Linked DNA regions of Sus scrofa: region 1 is linked to region 2. A link is a contact called in public HiChIP or PLAC-seq data. All regions are on one chromosome and are shown on one strand. The core of a region is the stretch at or near the end of the contact, and the rest is flanking DNA. Distances in the headings are between cores, read along the strand shown.

The links. HiChIP or PLAC-seq counts read pairs in DNA pulled down with a chosen protein or histone mark.
Region 1: a contact with region 2 is called in an H3K27ac HiChIP or PLAC-seq map of alveolar macrophages. The contact joins the promoter of TRAK2 here to the promoter of CASP10 in region 2. A contact is called at or near these places in 1 of 5 promoter capture datasets (liver) and 2 of 2 datasets of contacts at active chromatin or transcription factors (alveolar macrophages and skeletal muscle).

What each region holds. Positions count from the first base shown.
Region 1 is chr15:105,054,724-105,057,423 of Sscrofa11.1, forward strand. TRAK2 (trafficking kinesin-binding protein 2) reads right to left here and starts at 1,331. Exons shown (of 16, transcript XM_021075699.1): 1 at 1,129-1,331. STRADB (STE20-related kinase adapter protein beta) reads left to right here and starts at 495. Exons shown (of 12, transcript XM_003133587.5): 1 at 495-769.
Region 2 is chr15:104,856,803-104,859,502 of Sscrofa11.1, forward strand. CASP10 (caspase 10) reads left to right here and starts at 1,299. Exons shown (of 12, transcript NM_001161640.1): 1 at 1,299-1,458.

The sequences.
Region 1 (2,700 bases), core at 81-2,580, 200 kb after region 2:
CGCTTCCCAGAGCGGGGCGGGGACCCGGCGAGCACCCAGCCCTCCAGTACCCAGCTCCGGCTCCAGTGTCCGCGCGCGACCTCCGAGGACCAGGAGGAGCGCGGGGCGAGGAGGCTCCTCTGCCTTCAAGAGAAGATGGCAAGAGCAAGTTCGGGTCGTGCGCGGGAAGGTTACTTACAGGAATAGCCCGGGGTCCTCGGTCCTGCGCCCGCGCTCCTTCAAGGAGAAGATTCTAAAAGCGGCGGCAGCCTAGGAGCAGCAGCCAAAGCGGCCGCCGCTGCCTGTAACCGCCCGGGCGTGGCAGGGACTGGTGGGCGACTTCACAACATCATCACTCGGCGACTTCGGTTTTGCAGCGACGCCGGCTCAATTACAGTCCCCCGCCCCGCACAATTGGGGAAGAGAGGACGAGACCCACTCTCCCAGCAGCCTCTAAGGCGCTAGCGCACTACCTGCTGGGAATTGCAGTTTCCTCTAGGCCACGCCCCTAGCACGAAAGGCCACGCCCCCTAACCGGCGGCCCCGAGGCGGGAGGCGGGGCCGCGACCCTGCAGCCGGGGTGGGGCGAATCCCGTCCCGGCGGGGTGCCCCGGGCTGGGGCCGAGTTCCAGGCCCACAGTCCCAGTCCGGGTCGCGCCGCCCTCTTGAGCTTCGCGGCCCGCGCTGGGAGCGGGCCTTGCGCTCTCGCCTTGCCCCTGGGCGGGCCGGGCACCCGGGCCCTGCACCTTTGGCTGCCTGAGGAGAGCTGCTGGCTTTGGTCGCCGCCTAGGTAATGAGGGGACGCCGGGCCGGGGAGGGTAAGGGAGGGACAGTTGGGACGTGAGGGAGCGCGGTTGCGTTCGCGCTAACCTCGGGAAGCCCGGGACTAGAACTCGCCACCCTGCCTCAAGCCCGAGCCCGGGCGGCCAGCGGGGCTGTGGAGGGAGCCCGGCTCTGCGTGGCGACCGGCCCGTGCGCCCCGCGCAGCTCCGGCTCTGCCCGGGAGTCCTGGGCCTCGCGGCGGCGGAGGCACCTGCGTGCGGCGTAGGCGGCGCCTGCTGGGGTTGGCGGTGCCAGGTGTTTGGGGGCCCATCCGCCCGCCGCGCTCTCCCCCGGCCCCGCCACCCCCACCCTTACCCTTGCTCTCACCTTTGGCCGTGCTTCCCCGCTCGAGAAGTTTCCAAACCGAGGACGCCCTCCGGCCCCCGCTCCGTGTGACACCTTCTGTGAGTTCGCTAACAAAGTGCCCCAAAACAGGACTCGGAAGGAAGCTTTTACATCATTAAATGCTCAAGCTGCGTTTGGTCCTCGGTATTTAAGTTCAGCGTTGTGTTGTTTCCTCGTGGGTTTGTTGTGTCAGGCACCTTTTCCCTTAGAACTTGATCAGAATTTGTGACAGCGCCTACCTAGCCTAGAGCCTGGCACACAGTAGGCACTTCGTAAATATTTTTTGAAAGTGTGAGTCACGATGCTAAGTTTGGAAAATTCTACTGAGTTGTGCGTCGCTCTAATTTTTAAGACTTTATGGGTTCCCAGGATCCCTTTGAAACTTACAGTAATCTTAGAGCTCTGCGCAGTTAAATCAGGTTTTTTGCATTCCCAGTAACAGTGGTCTCTTTTGGATGTTTACATTAACTAATTCTCTCCCCCCTCCCCAGTTGTGTAATTTAGATGCGCTCCTGATTTTCTCAGCAAGTGTTAATTTAACCTTTCAGATTAAAGCCTTAGGAGGAACCATTAATATAGAACAGATTTAAATTATTTATAAGGCTTTATCCTAATTAGCTTTTTAGATACAAGTGCAAGAGACCACACTGATGTACCTGTGAATATATTTAGAAATACAAGTCTCACCATGATTTTTTTTAAAGAATTTATATTTATACCTAGTGAAAGCGCATGCAGGAGAAAATTATGACAGCAAAGCTATCCTTCCCTCCCCCCGCTGCCCTTAGCAGGGGCAGCTGCTGCCTTGACCTCAAAATGTCTTATAATATTATCTCTTAATAGTCTGTCACATCTAAAGCAAAATCTCTGGGATTAACCCATGCACAGTTCTCACAGATTGTGTTTCTTATGAGTTTTTCTGGGAAAAAAAAAGTGTAATGGAGTTTACAAAATTTTTGTTGTTTAAGAACTTACTTATATTACGTGGGAAAAGCAGGAAACAAAATCCTGAGAACCAGGAAATTCAGTTAATCATGATATCTCTAATCTTACTGCTTGTGGGAATGTCCCCTACAAGTGGTCAGGGCCTTGTCTGCGGTGGTCACTAATGAGTGTCCCAAGTGCCTAGCACAGTGCCTGACCCATGACAGGCATTCATTAAACATTTGTGAAGTGAATACTTGGCTTTTTTAGTCAATAGCACAGTGACTTTCAGGTGTGTGGTTTTTTCATTTACTCGGATGTTTCCTTAGAATAAGTTAATGGAAGTGAGAATTTTATTAGGTCAAAAGGTATGAATATTTAAAAATTAATTGGAGTAGACTTGCAATGTTGTGTTAGCTTCAGCTGTACGGGAAAGTAAATCAGCTATACATATATCGATTCTTTTTCAGATTCTTTTCTCGTATAGGCCATCACAGAGCATTGAATAGAATTCCCAGTGCTATATAGTAGGCCTTGTTACTGATTGATTTTTGTATATATATTAGTTTATATATGTCCCAACATTTTTATCATTATTAAAACATTGCCAACCTGCTTTCCAAATGAGCC
Region 2 (2,700 bases), core at 49-2,548:
GACAAGTTTGGGAATATTCATTCTACCCTTCCCACAATTACAGAAGAAAAGGCATTTCATATTACATCTTGACAAAAGGAAAGAAAGAAGTGTTGTGGTTTTTTTTTGGTCTTTTTGCCTTTTCTAGGGCTGCTTCTGCTGCATATGGAGGTTCCCAGGCTAGGGGTCTAATCGAAGCTGTAGCCGCCGGCCTACACCACAGCCACAGCAACGCCAGATCTGAGCCGCATCTGCGACCTACACCACAGCTCATGGTAATGCCGGATCCTTAACCCACTGAGCAAGGCCAGGGATTGAACCCGCAACTTCATGGTTCCTAGTCGGATTCGTTAACCACTGAGCCACGACGGGAACTTCCAAGAAATGATTATTTTTAAATAGTATTTATTTTAGAGGGTTGTTGGGATGATTTAAATGAGTCAATATTACCTGGCATATGGTAGTTGGGATACAAGTGTTAGGTGTTGCTTTTATTATATAGTTTATTTATTTATTGGCTTTTTAGGGCCGCACCTGCGGCATATGGAGGTTCCCAGGCTAGGGGTCCAATTGGAGCTACAGCACCGGCCTATCCCGCTGCCACAGCAGCACCAGACCTGAGCCACTTCTGTGACGTACACCATAGCTCATGGCAACGCTGGATCGTTTAACCCACTAATAGAGGCCAGGGATCAAACTTGCCTCCTCATGGACTAGTCAGGCTCGTTACCACTAAGCCACAATGGGAACTTCCATATAGTGTCTTGTTATTCAATGTAAAATCTTTTTCTGCCGGGTTGAATGTGCGAGGAGGGCAGAGCCTTCACCAGTTTCGTCTACTGGTAACTGAGTTCCTTGCAAATACTTCCCAATGGGCTTTTAGGTCTAGTTCCCCTCCTTTTTATTTTTGCCTTATTCTTTTTTTTTTTTTTTTTTTTGCCTTAAATTTGTTTGTTTATTCGCACGTAGACTTATTTGAGAAAGGGTTAAGATGGCTGACTACTGTTTCATGAGCTTTTTGAGTTTCATTTTAAAGGTTAGTTTGGGGAGTTCCCGTCCTGGAAATGCACCTCCGATTCCTCCTGGAATGTGCACTTCCTCCATTTCCTCCTGCAACGTGCATTTCCTCCTGCAACGTGCATTTCCTCCTGGAACGTGCATTTCCTCCGATTCATCTGTTGGTCTTGCATCTGCCTCTAGGAGGCGCCGTTTGTCAGCATTATCCTAACCCCACGAAAGGGGAGGAGGCAAGAAGAGTGATTGAAAGATGATGTCAGCAGGAGCTAAGTATAAGTTACCGAAACTCAGAGACAGTTTCACTTGCCTGGGCTGCACCAAGTTGAGTTCCCTTCCTGAACAAATGGGAGCTTCCTTGGAACGTGGAGGACGCAGAGGATTATAATTGTTTTCAAGGTGTGTTTCCAGGAAATTTCCCTGAGAACTTTAACCTCCAGAAGATCAGTGGAATTTGATCTGAAGGTATGTAATTAATACCTTTTTCTTGCTGGGGTCTTAAACTCCAGGCTTTGCCCTCGCTATGTGTCTCGGAAACTTGGAAAAACTCACGCTTGCCAGCAACGGCACTGTTCTGTCTGGATTTATTAGCCAACCCAGGAAAAAAGAAAGTTTAAAAATCCCCAGGAAGGCTCCAACATAGCCCTTTTCTGGTAGAAATATGCTAGTCTATAAATGGAGACAAAGTCGGGTAGACTCACCAAAGCTAAAGATCAGAATCTTTAGGAAACTGCGAGACAAATGTACCATGTTAGATTAAGATGTCTCGTAGAATAAGATGTCTCCAAGAATCCAGTCATTTGGTTTCTAGTATGACAGAGCTATTAGCAAGGAAGACCCCATGGATGATCACATTAAAAATGACATGGGGGGGGTTCTTTTTCTAACAATTAAAGTAATAGCGAAATAATTGCGTAAAATTTGAGAAAACAGACAGGAGCCCAGAAGAAAATTTATATTATCTGTAATTATACCACCTTCATATAACCACTCTTTGTTATTGATGTTTGGGGGGGGGGTGTTTGTTTTTTGGGTTTTTTTTTTTTTTCCTTTTTTCTTTTTAGGGCCGCACCCACAGCATATGGAGGTTCTCAGGCTCGGGATGGAATCGGAGCTGTAGCTGTCAGCCTACACCACAGCTGAAGCAACACAGGATCTAAGCCGCTTCTGTGACCTACACCATAGCTCACGGCAATGCCAGATCCTTAACCCACTGATCGAGACCAGGGATTGAACCCAAGTCCTCATGGATATGAGTTAGATTCGTTTCCGCTGCACCACAGTGGGAACTCCTGTTTTTTGTCTTTGCTATGTTCTCCTTCCTTTAGAGAGTAATTTCTTATTTCTAAACAGCCTAGTCTTGTACAGAGAACATACACTTCACGTCCTCAAAAAATGAGTAATTACACTGAAATTTTCTTTTTTTTTTTTTTTTTTTTTTTTGCAATTTATCGTTCCTCTGATTAGAATGAAATTTCATGTAGAAAGACCATAAGTTTATGAACCGGTCAGGCGGGTTAGTTTGTGACTTCCTGCCTAGTCTGTTGTCTGAAACCACTCACTCTTTCTAGGGTCTAGGATTCTAGCTTTTCTTTCTGTGAAATCAGTAAAGCCTTGCCCTGTTATGGTGGTAATGTTATCCTGTTGGCCTTGGGTTGGTAGACATTTCTGGAAGTAAACCCCTCCAGATTACTTTGTTTCTCAAAC